Regions from separate parts of the Anas platyrhynchos genome. Here region 2 is linked to region 1. The links are chromatin contacts, called in public Hi-C maps. All regions are on one chromosome and are shown on one strand. Each heading gives the region's core, a stretch centred on a gene start, on an enhancer-like site or on the middle of the called end of the contact. The rest is flanking DNA. Distances are from core to core; before and after follow the strand shown.

What was found. Hi-C and Micro-C count contacts between places; a contact is called where the count stands out from the background.
Region 2: a Hi-C map of small yellow follicle shows a contact between it and region 1, with 2.7 times the contacts expected there. The contact joins the promoter of HES4 here to the enhancer-like site in region 1. A contact is called at or near these places in 2 of 8 Hi-C or Micro-C datasets (skeletal muscle and small yellow follicle).

Annotation. Positions count from the first base shown.
Region 1 is chr22:2,956,006-2,963,261 of IASCAAS_PekinDuck_T2T, reverse strand. No RefSeq gene overlaps it. Among named protein-coding and RNA genes, the nearest start is that of PERM1, 23 kb to the right of the region's middle. Within about 2 kb of position 3,676, at least 6 of the 8 cell types and tissues checked have an H3K27ac peak or open chromatin away from gene starts, as enhancers often do. A contact at or near this core is called in small yellow follicle, where this site is marked.
Region 2 is chr22:2,997,838-3,005,136 of IASCAAS_PekinDuck_T2T, reverse strand. HES4 (hes family bHLH transcription factor 4) reads left to right here and starts at 3,161. Exons shown (of 6, transcript XM_038166727.2): 1 at 3,161-3,350; 2 at 3,513-3,608; 3 at 3,703-3,790; 4 at 3,926-4,377; 5 at 4,380-4,448; 6 at 4,450-4,943. The coding sequence starts at 3,240. The coding sequence ends at 4,518.

The DNA of each region.
Region 1 (7,256 bases), core at 2,427-4,926:
CTGCTCCGGCTTCTTGGCCGCCGCTATTTACAAAGTGACTTCAGAAACTGATAAAGCTCTTTAACCGCAGCCAAACGCCATCCTGGCCTCACATGGCAACGCTCAAAGGAATGCACCACCACCGCACAGACGTGACATTAAAATGGAATCTGCTCGGTTGACGTGCGCAAAGAAAGGAAAAAAAAGAAAAAAGAGGAAAAAAAAAAAAAAAAAAGAAGAAGAAGGGAGGCATGTGCCACCGTGTCCCCAAGGCCTGCTTCTCTCTGCCCTGGACACGTGTCGCATGGGCGGGCAGTGCCACCGAGTCCGTGGAGCTGCACTCCTTTAACCCCGCTGTCAGCACCGAAAGCTGCGTGGCACAAGTGGCGCAGGTGGCACACACGTGTCCCTTATCAAAGGGGGGGTCCTGCTCCCACCAGGGCCATGCAGCCGTGGCGCCAAAGCCAGCACCCTGCGCCTCGCTGCTTTCCCAGCGGTTCCCAACCAAAACCCTGCAGATTTCACCAAAAAACACGTTGATTTGGGGTAAACCCAGATTTCACCAAAAAAAAAAAATTGGTTCTGGGTAAACCCAGATTTTTGATCTGTCCCAAAGAAGACCTCAAAGGAGCCACAAACCCATGCTTTATTTTTCCCAGTGCTCGTGCACCCACACCCCAAAACCTCGTTTTTGCCGGGAGGTTTTTGGGCCCCCAGGAAATCTCTGCTTAATGCTCGTGCACTTGAGTAGCCTTAACTTGGAGCAAACAAAGGTTATGGTCCAGGTGTAAATATAAAATACGTATCTTTATTCTTTATCTAATCAAACTTACATTTTTATCTTTACTGCCACTGGTGTTTAAATGTTTGTACTATTTTTTTTTTTTTTAACTAGCTAATGCAAGAGGGACCATAAATCTAGGCAGGCTCACATTGCAGCGGTTTTTAGGTCTGCATGTGTTCTTTCAATTAATATCAAACTCATTTCTCAGAGTTCCTAAGCGAGCCCCGCGACAACCAGGGCCATCAGCAAGCTGTTGCTGAAAGCGGGGTGCCTCCGAAATGGTTGGTGGCTCATTGGAGCTGCATTTTGCCCCTCTGTCTCCTGGGATCCCTCGGTGCATGGACATTAAATGCGGTGAAAGGAGCCTGGCAAAAGCGGTGGCAGTGGAGATTCAGGCATCAAATCGTCTGCCAGATCTAAAACAGGGAAATGTGTTATTTGTGAAAGTGTAAAAAGAAGAATGAAAAGAAAAAAGAGCGGTGAGAGGTGTTGTCTGAGGGGCAGGGAGGTGTGCTGGAGCCGCCGTGCCACGCAGCCAGGCTGTCCCTTTGCGCCCAGAACAGGCAATGAAGGCAGAGGAGAAGCTTTTTGAGCTCAAACCCTGCTGCCTCCAGGGATGACAATCTTGCTTCTGGCTCCTCGGCCGGATCCCTCACTGAGCTCCCCATTTCCCATTGGAAAACCAGGTGCCCTCCAGGAGAGGGGCTGCAAGGTGCCCATCCCCATCCAGTGCGCACCCAGGAGCAGGAGCTATGGGCAAGCCCTGGTCCTGCCGTGGTGCTGCTGCCGCCTGCTCCTCCTGGAGCCACGTTCACACTCCTCACCCATGCACCAAGCACGCAGGAAGGTGCCGACCTCCCATAAAAATCACCAGCAAGCCAGGGGCACTGGGGTGCTGTTTGTCGGCACCAGGGTCGAAGCCAAGGGGGCAAATTCCAGCCATAAAAGAAAAGGAAAGGAAAAAAAAAAAAAAAAAAAAAAAAAGAGGGGGGAAAAATAATAAAAAAAAAAGAGAGCATCGGTGCTGGCAGTTCAGAAAGAGGAGTCAAGGTACATGGCGTGAGTCACCCGCGTGGGGCTTGCCAAAGGAGATGGCTCAAACGGGGACGGGAGGAGGGCGCGGGGGAGCGCGGCCGTCTGTTTGCCACGGGGAGCCCATTAGAGGCGAGGTTTCTGCCCAGCGCTTGCCACATCCCCGGTGCCCTTATCAGTGCTGCCTCTTTGATAGCATCTCTGCTCGCAGCCCAGGTAGCCTGCCAGACAGACAGGGAGGGGCAGCCCGGCAGCGGGGATGATAAGCCCCGTGGAAAGGAAACGTGCCGGCCTCCACCCGTCCTCCTCCGGGCAGAGCTCGCTGTGGCAGGGGATGGGGGAAAGACCCCACAGCTGAGGTTTTTTGGAGAAAAAAACCCCTCTGAATTCACCAAAGGAGAGGGTGTGATGAATCCAGCAGCCCTGGGGACCCAGGGCACAATGCGCACGGTGCCCTCCCCAGACCCCAAATCCTCAAGTCCTGCAGGGCACGAGGAGGTGGCATCGCCACCCTGCAGCAGCACAGATAAGGGAATTTGAGGTGATCCCTTTATTTTAAAATCGGGGCATCCTCCTGCAGGGGCTGGGAGTTGTTTTTAGAGGCTGTGGAGGAATCTTTTGACCTTCCCTGTCCGCCCAGGGCTGCGTCATTTAGAAACCCAAAGCATGTTGCTATCCTGTGCACCAGCTGGCAGCAGCAGAGCTGGAAATAAAATAATAATAATAATAAAAAAATCTAGGGCAAAACCATCCTCCAGCTCCCCCTCACCCCTGATTTTGTCACAGTGATTAAAGTCGCGCTGAGCCTGGCTGCTGTGATTGATCCCCTGTTTTTAGAGCTCTGCATAATGACTGGAGCTGACCTATATTATCAGATCGATACCTCCAGCGGGCTCTCCCCCAAGGCTGGCAAAGACATCCAAGCCTTTCAGAGCCACCGTGCCACCGGGCACCCCGCTCCCGCCACCGTGCGTGTGGCCAGCAGGTGACTTGGGGACGGAAAAGAGAAACACCTCACCCAGGGTGAACCCACGCTGGGCGGTTATGGACAGGCTGCAATCTGGAGGGCAAAGTTTATTTAAAACCCACACGCTACACTACCAGAGGCTCACCCCGCCGTCCCGAAAACATTTGTCTGCAGTGTCCCGGCAGCCAGACGCTCTGTTTACCCCTGGCTCGGACTTCTTGTCCTCACCTTTGTGCCACGGTGCCGAGGTGACACCAGTTTGCGCACTGCGGGAAAGCAGCAAAGCGCACCCCCAATGTGCGTTCTGCCCCGATGCCTTCCCCCTGAGCTGGCCTGCCTCCCGGCAGCACGTTGCGAATTAATTCTGTCCTTTTACTCCTCTGCCTGCCCATCCAGCACCCCGTCCTGCAGCGAGCACCCGGGGAGCCTGCGCCTCTTTGAACTCACGCCGCGAGGTGCCTGCGCCGGGCTCGGCGGGGCGCTGCGTGTGCCGGCCCCGGACCGACCGCAGGCTTTTGCACGCCAGGCTGTCTGCTTCGTGCCTGGGAAAGGCAAGCCAGGCACGCAGCCGTGCTGCCACCCACGCAGCCGGAGCCGCTGTCGTGTGTCGGAGGCGCGCCTCGCCCGCCGCCCGCTCCCCCTCCTGCTCTGCGCCCTCGCCAGCGCCCGCAGCACGCGCCGGGGCACGGGGCTGCTTCCTCCCCAAATCGTCGGGGACTAAAAAGGGGAGGGGGGGTTCTCCGCCGTGGAAAAGCAGGCTGTGTGTTTATATGCCTGCGCACGTCCCCTCCTCTTCCTTCCTTCCTTCCCTGCCTTGTTATTTTCTCTCTGCGTTTCGCTCGCTCTCAGCCTCCCCTCCTGCTCCGCGGGAGCAAGCGCCGCGCGGTCGCTAATTCCTATCTGCGCGCTCCAGCCAAAACACGGGGAGCTGGCGGGCTGGATAAGGCTGATGGTGTGCTCGGAGCAGCCTCCTATCTCCGGCAGCGAGCAGCCCGAGTGGCCTCCGAGGGCGGCGTGCCCCTCAAACACCCCCCCGTAACGCCAGCATTCTTTTGGATAACCTGCCGCCCCCACGCAGAGCCTTCCCACACGCAGGCGGCCGGGGATTAGTTTGTGCTCCAGGCGTGATGCTCTGCTGGCGGTTACCTCGGTATTCAGGCAAATGCCTCATCCTGCTGATTGCATGTGGGCACCCGAGCCTCTCGCTGATCCCAGCTGCTCGCTGCCTGCTTGCTTTATGCTAGAGAGCATCCCGAGTGGAAATCACAACCCTAGGGGTTAAGGAAATCTATCTTAAAATCATGCATCCACTCCTGGATTTTGGGTGATGCCTTCCCAAACTGAGATCTGGTCTGAACCAGGCAAGCTGGAGCCCACGGTGGTTTCTGGGGTGCTCCAAGGATCAGCTCATGGGAGCGCTGCACAGGTCTGTGTGGCTGAGCCCCTGCGGGCTCGTGGAGGCACCCAGGAACCCGTGGGGTGCAGCATGAGCACGGTCACCACCCAGCATCGCTCTGCTCATGTGCCTCGCAGAGCAAGAAACAGGGGCCGGATGCACAATTATTTGCACGGAGAACACGAGGCCTGCTAGGTCCAGGCAAGGGGAGGGCGATCCTTGAAAGAGCTGGATGCAAATGGCACAGCTATCTTCAAAGGCAGGGCAGATTCGCCTCTCGGCGTCCCTCGGGGTGCTCAGAGGTTGGGGAACTGAAACTCGCCAGCCCTGAGCCGGCGCCAGCAGCTCCTCACGCCCGGGCAGCTGCACAAACCCTGCCCAGCTCCCAGGACGCTGCCCTGCCTGCTGCACCAGCAGGGTGTTAAAATAAAAATGCAACCAGCAAAGGAAATGGCTTTTAAAAGCAGCCGGAGAGCTGGCCTGCAGGACACAAGAGGTTCCCAGCAGTGCCCCTGGAGGAGCACAGAGAGCCAGGAACCTCAGCTTGGTGCTTTGCTCAGCGCTGTCCCGTGGGAGAAGGGAAGCCTTGAGGGCTATTATTTTTTTTCCCCTTTTTCTATTCCTTCTTTTATTTCCTAACTTAAGCTCGGAGCAATTGCGTTCCCCAGCATCCCAGGGACCTGATTTGTTTTCCAGCACCACAAGTTTGCTTTTTAAACACCGACACAAGGCACGCTTATTTTTTTTTTTTTTTTTTTGCCCAAGGACAAGTGAAATGTGGCTCTCCTCCCTTATATCTCCCTGTTATTGTTGAACGCAGAAGCTTCCCGTGCGTGTCCCCGGTGGGCTTCCCACAGCTCCCCAGCACTCCCACGGCCAGCCCAGCCCCGTTCCAGGAGCGCACGATGCGCGGAGAGGAAGAGGCAGCCCCGCTGTGTTTAGGATTTTATTGTTGCAAGCCGCTCCTGTCCCGGCCACATCCGAGCACGAACGCCAAATTTGTCATTCCTGATATAAACCGAGGGGCTAAAAATAAACGAGGCGGCTCAGAGGAAGGAGCTCTCACTCCCGTGGAAGCCAAAAGACTCCCTTCGGGTGGCACCAGCCCCGGCTAAAGCGGTGACCTCCTGCCGGCCGCGGGGGTCCCGCATAAATCACCGCTGACCCTCGGCACAGCCACCTTGGAAGTGTGCGCCGTAACCTCTGCCTCCCCGGGGTGCCGTGAGGTTTAATTGCTTGCAGAGCGTGCCGAGCTCCTCAAAGCAATATGAAGGCACAGCCCCAGAGCCCACGGTGCGCAGTTATCTCTCCTGCTCGGCTGGGCCGCTTCCCGGCGTTTCGCTCAGATGGGTTTTTTTATTTTATTTTATTTTTTTTTTGCTCCATTTAATCCGTTTTAATTACCTTTCGCTGATTGCTTTCGCCCTTTGTTTCAAACATTTCGCATTTCTAATTACATCTCTGGGTTGTCCCCTCCGCGGCTGCCGGGGCTGGTTCTTATCAGGCAGGCAGGGTTTTTTTTTTTTTTTTTTTTCTGGGTTTGTTTTCTGGGTTTGTTTTCTGATGCTCTGATGTGCCGGTGAGCGACAAGGCACGCTGAAACCCAACGCCGGGTCATGTTTGTTTGTTTGCTTTGCCAGCGCAGGAACTAAGCAGGTTTTCACAGTTTCTCCAGGAAAGGGGCCACCCATTTTGTGGTCTGCGCTTTGCCAACAGACAATTTAAGGCTTGAGAGTAAACAGGCGATTTTAGCCGCCTCCTGCCGTAAATCAGTGGTTCCTGTGCTTTTTTTGGGGGCAGCTGCTCCGGTTAGCCAGACTGAGACCTTGTCTGAACCGGGCACGCTGGAGCCCACGGTGGTTTTGGGATGCTCCAAACCCTCAGAAGGTTGCTCAGAGGGAAGAGAGCGACCCGAGCTCCGCTTGGCATCGCTCAAAAGCGACTTAAAGGTGGTGATGAGGAAGGAAGAGTTAAACACCCAGCACGGTGCGTGCCTTGTCCTCTGCAGAGGAGAAACCCAAGCAGGGGTAGAACCTCGGTGTGGGGACATGGGGCCAGTGCCCACCAGGTTTATAGGGCAGGTTTATAGGGCAGCCTCCTCTTTGCTCCGATCCGCCTGGGTTTGTCCCCAGCGTGTGGGTTGGGAAAGCCTGCGCGACCCATGACCAACCTGAGGCCATTTGGGTGGCCCCTAAAGCAACCCGGGAGGCTTTTCTCAGCCCGGAATGACTTCCTTATCCGCGCTTTATGAGCCTGGTGGCAATGAACCTTGCACCGAGCCCTGCGCCGCGCCGTGCCGCCGCACCTCAACCTTTGCTCTGCCCCTGCCCTGCAGCTCCCGGCCAGCCCCAAGGAGCATCGCCCCATCTGCGTGCCCTGCACGGCTCTGCCCTCGTCAGCTCAGCCTCAATTATCTCAGCCCCTGCCTCCAGCCCTGGCTCTCCCTGTCCTAAAGCGCTTTCCGCGCTCCTGTGTTTATCCTGCTGCCTCTCCGGTCCTCCTCCGGCTTGCCCAAGGTTGCCAGCCGGTGCGTGCAGCAGCTTGCTGCTTGCCACTTGGGCTTGCAGCATCCTTGTCCCAGGTGTGCCTTTGTTTCCCCAACGGGAGCTAAATCCCTGCCTGCCCAGCTGCTGGGGCATGGCAGGGGTGCTGAGCCACCCCGGGGCGCGCCGCGGCTCCGCGCAGAAGCGAAGGAGCAGGGAAGCATCAGCCCAATTGTCACTCGCTTCCTCAAGCAGGATTTTCGCTTAGCTCCTTGGTGAGGAGCGTATGGCGAATACAACATTTCTGCTTCTTATTTAACGATCCGCTGACAGGGAAGATGGAGTAGGCAGAAACCTAAATTCTGGAACCTCTCCAATTTTTTTTTTCTTTTCTTTTTTTTTTTTTTTGTTTCAATCCACGGGAGCCCGAGCCTTTCAGCATTTGGGAAAGCAGCAACAGGAAACGAGTCAGGGGGAATTTTAGGAGCTGTTGAGATGGCTGCAGTGTTTGACATTCCCAGAACTCAGCAGGCAGGCAGCTGTCTGCTCTATTAATCCTTCCCGAATTTCTCTCCAGCCCCACCGCCGCGTTCCCGCTGTGCCGGTGGCACACGG
Region 2 (7,299 bases), core at 1,912-4,411, 42 kb before region 1:
GGCAGCAGGCTGCAATTTGTTACACATTAGGGGCTTGCCAGAGGACCCCCTCGCGCCCCGCCAGCCCTAAACGTCTTCATCTCCCCTCTGCCCCGCTACCCACAGCCCTGTAGGACAGGGGGACGATGGCGGGGGATAAATCGGGGGGAAATCCAGCAGGATTAGAGCCCGAGCCCTGGGCAAACAGGAGCTGGAGGGGTGGCCCCCAGCCCCAGCTGGCCGCCCCGACAATGCCCTGCGCAAACGGGGCCGGGGCCGCACGCGGGAGACAAAAACCTGCATTCAGCCCCCTGCCATCCGGGGGCCTTTTATGAGCTTTTTTTTTTTTTTTTTCCTTCCTTTTCCTTTTCCTTTTTTGAGCCAGGCTTGGAGATCCGAGGAGCCGGGCTGTAATAAAGTCGGGTTTAGGGATCAAAGGGGGCCGGAGATCCCGCGAGCATCCGGGCTGCGAGCGCTGTGTCCTCCTCTGCCCCCACCCAACACGAATATTAGGGCTAATCACCCACCCCACAATGTGTAGGGTGGAAGGAGCCTGTAAGCTGCTTTTTTTTTTTTATTTATTTTTTAATACGTGTATGAACGTGATGGATTTGGGAGGGATCAAGGTTAAACCTACAGGCCGTGCCCCGGGGAGGGATCTCGGGGACTTTTCACCCCAGCTTTCGGATGGAAAATCCCCGCTCTCCATCCCGAGATGCTTTCAAAAATCCTGCCCTCTGCAAGCCACCGGAGCATGCACCGTGCTGCAAGGCCAGCAAAAGGCTGAGCCAGGGCCTCGTTTTCCCCCCCCAGACCCTAATTAAGGAGCAGCCCCAGCTGCTCCCAGCACCGGGTCACGTTATTGCCCCCAATAGTCAGGGGATGAGGAACGCAGCTCCCAAACAGCTTCCTCCCCGATCCAGGAGGCTTTTGCAATCAACCTTTGGCTCCAATTTGTAACCACGACTTTATCTACAGGCCGGCTTCGGTAGGAACAAGAGGTGGTGCAAGGCAAGAAAACATCCCCAAAATACCATTCCTGGGGCAGGGCCAGCTCCTGGCTTCTTCCAAAGGTGCTTTCGGACCCGAGAGGCTCCCCCAGGTCTCGCTGAGCACGTTTGAAGCCTGAAGATTTTGGGAATTTGAGGAAAAAGGCATCGTGGCAGGGGTACAGCATGACAAAAATACTCCTAAGGTGTCACCTGGAGAAGGATTCACTGCTCCCGGCCTGGGGGTTGCACCACTGGGTGTGGATTCTGTTGGAAAACCACTCGTTTCGTGTTATTTTTTTAATTGCAATCATGCCATTAATGCATCAGCCAGGAGCTGTGGTTGCGTGCACCTTGGATGGAGGAGCCCGAAATAAATGCGTTCCCCTGCAGCTTTGCTGTCTACAGGAGGACGAGCAGCGAGGAGTGCAGTGATTCCAGGGGGTTTTTGTGTGGTTTAACGTGAGAGCAGGCGATGCTGCTGCCCCTGCGTGGAACGGGTGGGAAAGGGATGGAGCTGGTGCAAAACAGGAGGGGGCTGGTAGGAAAGAGGGGTGGAAGTGGTAGGAAAAGGGATGGAAGTGTAGGAAAAAGGGATGGAAGTGGCATAAAAAAGGGATGGAAGTGGCATAAAAAAGGGATGGAAGTGGTATAGAAAAAGGGATGGAAATTGTTTTTTTTTAAAAGAGACAGAACTGGTGTAAAAAGGAGATGGAAATGGTATAAAAAGGTGGATGGAAGTGGCATAGAAAAGGGATGCAACTGGCATAAAAAAATGGATGAAAATGGTATAAAAAAATATGGAACTGGCATAAAAAAGGATGCAAGTGGCAGGAAAAGCAGCAGTGGGTGCCCTGTGCCCGTTACCCATTGCATGGTACTCAGCGCATGGTGCTCATTACCTGTTGCACGGTGCTCGTTACCCCTTGCACAGTGCTCGGTGCTCATTACCTATTGCACGTTGCCCACTGCACGGTGCTCATTACCCCTTGCATGGTGCTTGGTGCTCATTACTCCTTGCACAGTGCACGTTGCCACTGCATGATGCTCATTGCCCATTGCACGGTGCCCGTTACCCCTTGCATGGCGCATGTTACCATTGCAAGCTGCTCATTACCCCCTTGCACGGCGCCCGTTACCCCTTGCACAGTGCATGTTACTCTTGCACGCTGCTTGTTACCCTTGCACGGTGCCCATTACCCCTTGCACTCTCCTCGTTACCCCTTGCACAGTACATGTTACCCTTGCACGGTGCATTTTACCCGTTGCACAGTGCATGTTACCCCTTGCATGCTGCTCATTACCCCTTGCTCGGTGCATGTTACCCTTGCACGGTGCCTATTACCCTTGCATGGCGCTCATCACCTTTACATGGTGCTCGCTACCCATTGCACGGTGCATGTTAGCCTTGCACACTGCTCATTACCCCTTGCTCAGTGCATGTTACCCTTGCACGGTGCATTTTACCCATTGCACGGCGCTCATTCCCCTTGCACGGTGCATGTTACCCATTGCACAGTGCATGTTATCCATTGCACAGTGCTTGTTACCCTTGCACGGTGCCCATTACCCATTGCATGCTGCTCATTACCCCTAGCACAGTGCATATTCCCCTTGCACAGTGCATGTTACCCATTGCACGGTGCATATCACCCCTTGCACGCTGCTCCTTCCCCTTGCCCGCTGCCCGTTCCCCTTTCCCGCCGCCCGCTGCTCGCTGCACGGCGCCCGGCGCGCGCCCCGCTGGGCGTGGCCTCCCCCCGCGGGCTGCCGGGCGCGGGGCGGCACGTGCTCCGGGCGCCGGGCGGCCAAGGGCGGGGCCGAGCGCCTCCCGCCTGATTGACAGCCGGGCTCCCCGCCAGCCAATCAGCAGGCGCCTCCTCCGCCCGCCCGCCTCCGATTGGCCGCCCGCCGCCCGCCGCCGCGTGCCCCTCGTGGCCCCCGCGCGCGCCGGGCGGCCTCCCGCCAAAGGGCGGGGCGCGGCGCGGAGCGCGCGAGCCAGGGGGCGGGCGGCGCGCGCGCGCGCGCGTGACGCCCCGGCCGACCAATCGCAGCGCCCGCTGCCGAGCGGCGGGGGGGGGGGCGGGCGGGGGAGGCGATCCGCGCTCTGATTGGGCGGCGGCGCTGTGGGAACGGCCGCGGCGGCGGTTTCCCACGAATGGGGAGCGGGCGGCGGGTATAAAAGGCAGGGGGGGGAGCCGGGAGCCGCCACTCCCGGCCCCGCCGCTGCCGCCGCCGGAGCTCCGCGGTGCCTCCGCCGCCCGCAGCGCCATGCCCGCAGACACGGGCCCGGAGAAGCCCACCGCCTCGCCCATCGCCGGGGCTCCGGCCACCGCTAGCCACACGCCGGACAAGCCCCGGAGCGCCAGCGAGCACCGCAAGGTAAATGGCGGGGCCCGGCCGGCGCGCAGCGGAGGTGGATGGCGGCGAGCAGGCGGCCGTGCTGAGGTCGGTGCATGGGGAGGGGGGCGAACGGCGTGAAAAATTAATTAATTAGGGGGTGGGGGGGAAGGGTTCGGGCACCAACCGAGGCTCTCCCCGCAGTCCTCCAAGCCCATCATGGAGAAGCGGCGCCGGGCGCGCATCAACGAGAGCCTGGGGCAGCTGAAGACGCTGATCCTGGACGCGCTGAAAAAAGACGTGAGTTTGGGGCTTTTTGGGGTGAAAACGCGGGATCTGAAGGGTTTGGGGGTGAGGAGGAAAAGGGGGGCTGACGGCTGCTGTCGTCCCGCAGAGCTCGCGGCACTCCAAGCTGGAGAAGGCGGACATCCTGGAGATGACGGTGAAGCACCTGCGGAACCTGCAGCGGGCGCAGATGACGGGTGAGCACCGAGCATCCCTCCCATCCCCTTTTATTTAGGGAAAAAAAATCCCTTTTTAGGTTTTTCCAGTGGAGCTGGGTGGCTGTTTGCACCCTGCAGCCGCTCACCGAGCCGCCCCCCTTTTTTTTTTTGCAGCCGCCCTCAGCGCCGACCCCACGGTGCTGGGCAAATACCGGGCTGGTTTCAACGAGTGCATGAACGAGGTGACCCGGTTCCTCTCCACCTGCGAGGGGGTCAACGCCGACGTCCGTACCCGCCTGCTCGGCCACCTCTCGGCTTGCTTGGGGCAGATCGTGGCCATGAATTACCCCCCACCACCACCTCCTCCTCCGCCGCCCGCCGGGCAGCCGGCGCATCTGGCACAGCCTCTGCACGTCCAGCTGCCACCCGCCGCCGGAGCCGTGCCCGTGCCCTGCAAGATGAACCCCGCCGAAGCCTTGTCCCCTAAGGTTTATGGGGGTTTCCAGCTCGTCCCGGCCACCGATGGTCAATTCGCCTTCCTCATCCCCAACCCAGCCTTCCCACCCGGCTCCGGACCCGTGATCCCGCTCTACGCCAACGCCAACGTCCCCGTGTCTACGGGAGGAGGAGGATCGGGGAATGCATCCGCCACCCCGTCGGCATCCCCGGTGCAGGGCTTGACATCATTTGGGGGCAGCATTGTGCCGGTGTCCCAGGCGGGGAGCCCCGTGGCAGAGCGCAGCGAATCCGTCTGGAGGCCTTGGTGACTTGCCCAGAGCAAAAAAAAAAAATAATTATAAAAGGCACGGAACTCCGCTTGGCTCCGTTGTATGGAGCCCTGTTATGCTCGGGTTTTTCTTTTTTTTTAAAAAAAAAACATAAAACAGAATGGAGGATTTAAAAAAAAAAGGACCTCGATATGAAATATGAACGTGCTATTTATTATTTTCAGAGGTTGGGATCTCGACTTGTATTTTTACTCCTTTGAAATGCCTTTATTTGAGATAAGTTTTTTAAGAAAAAAAAAAAAAGAAATAAATGAGAAATAGTTTTGTAACAAATATTCGAGAAGTATAATGCCAAAGTTGTTTGTACCCCGTTTGTCTGTGTGTGTGTTGCGTGCCTGTGTTGGAGACTTCCAAAAAAAAGAGAAAAAAAAATGCAGGTGTTTAAATAAACTCTTTGAAATAGATTTTTTTCCTCCTTTTCATTTAGCAGGGACAAAGCTAATCCTCAGGAGGGGGGGAAAAAGAAGTAGGAGCAAACTTTATGGCCTTAAGTAAGGCTGTTGGAAGGGATTCCTGCAAGAGATAGAGGGGAGGGAATGGGGGTGGGGGTCTGGCCCTGCTGAAATAGCACAAAAAAAAAAAACACAATTCCTAAAACTCTGCCCCCGGAACCTGAGCAATGTACGACCCCAATACCCCTCACTGAAATAACTCTGCTTTTAGGATTTTTTTCTGCTTTTGGGGTTTTGCTCCCGTTACCTCTTTTTAGAGCTTTTGGGGGGGGGGGGTGCGCAGAAGTTACTATCCTGCCCACAAAAGAGGCAGGAGAGTCTGTCCCCATTGTGAGGAGGGTAATTAGAAGGTATAAAGGGTCTCATCGAGTATGCAGCGGGCTCTTTGGGAAGTTGGGAACCCTATTGAAACGCCTGGGAACTCGGAGCTGAGGGTTAATGTGTGTCTTTTTTTTTCTCTCCACTCTCATTGACAGGGCCAGATAGACTCTGATACTCAATGCTGTTGTAAATTCAATTGCCTGGCCTCACAATGCCCACCTCATAAAAGAGAATAACTCGGGGTTGTGGCTTTTTTCTCCTTTTTTTTTTTTTCCAGTAAGCAAGGGAACCGAGGAAAAGACAGTTTTGCCACCCATTCTGACTCACCCCCGGCACTTGAATCCCGGCCAAGTGGAAGCAATTGCAGCCTCGCGCGCGGGGAATTAACCGCTTCCAATTGGCACCAATTAATAAGGTGCGGAGAAAGCACCTCGTTTCGTTACTTTTAGGGTTTTTTGCTCCCCATCGATGAGGATATTGTGATTTTGTGGAGAAAAATCCAGCAGGTGACGCGCGTGGAGCCACCCGTGCCCGGTTTCTCTCCATCCCCTGCGACCCCACGGGTGGGGGGCGATGCTCGAGACCCCCCTCGGGTTTTTCTTGGCTCTTGGGGAATGTCTCGATGCTTGTAAAACAGCCCAAAATTGCACAAACCTAAGGTTCAAACCTGTTTTTTTTAATTATTATTATTATTTATTTTTAGGATGCCAATTTTTAGGGTGTCGGGAGGTCTGGGGGCTGGCAGCGATGGGGCTGGGGTTTATTCGGGGTGGGTTACGGGGTCTTGTAGGGCAGCCTGCCTGCTTCTGCTGACCCCTTTGCACCTTGCAGGAGATTTTTGGCTGGGTTTTGGAGTGGGAACACGGGTGGCAAAGAACCTGGTGCCGATCAACCCCCCCTCCGTGCGCTCCTACGCCTGGGCCACCGCTCGGCGCCCGCTGCCCTGCCTCCACCTCCCCGTCACGAGGAGGAACCCGGCCGAACCCGGAGGTTCCCGAGAGGTTTTCTTATGCAATCCCCGGCACAAAATCACGTTATCCCCCGCGGCCCTTCGCCACCCCTCCTCTTCTGCCGGAGGAAGGCTTGGAGGAGCCAACGAAAGCCTGCCCGTAACCAAAAACCTCCCCGGGGGCTCTGGACACAGCCCCTCAATGCCCTCTGGATCCCACCCTGCAAATTTCTTTTAGGTCAAGCTGCCGAGCTCCTGCACTGAAAAAAAAAGATAATAAAAAATAAATATATATTTTTATTTTTTTTCCTATTTTCTGTGCATTACTGCAGCCCTACAAATGCAACACGTGCCTCGGGGACGCGGCGCTGCTCCAAAATGATGCCCTGGGAGCAGGGACCCCGTGGTCAGAGCCCTGATTTTCTGCCCGGTGCTGCCACATGCCATTATTTTTTTTACCTTTTTCCTTTTATTTTTTTTTTCTCTTTGGCCTTGGGCAAGTCACGGACCTCTCCGTGCCTGGCTTGTGCGGTGCAGGAGGTGGACACGAGGTGAATGACACCAATAAAAACGCGTGCCAGGAGCTCAAAATCCTGCAGCGAGGGGTTTTGTTTGCCCGGAGCACCAAAATGGGCAGAAACCTTAAAATTTAGGTGCACCCAGACCCTACATTTCCGCATCCCCCTTGGGCTCCACCGCTCCATCCATCCCCAACGGGGGGGATGCCGCGCTCCTTCGAGCCTCCCCGCGTAGCTCTTTGTAATTGTTTTATTTGTATTTTGTTTTTCGGGTGCTGAACCTGGCCTTATCCCTTTAGAGCGGCAATAAAAGAGCAAAGTGTGCTGCTGCTGCTGGAGGGTGAAAGTCCAAAGGGGCGGCCGGGAGGGAAGGGAAGGGAAGGGAAGGGAAGGGAAGGGAAGGGAAGGGAAGGGAAGGGAAGGGAAGGGAAGGGAAGGGAAGGGAAGGGAAGGGAAGGGAAAAGAGAAGGGAAAAGAGAAGGGAAGAGAAGGGAAGAGAAGGGAAGAGAAGGGAAGAGAA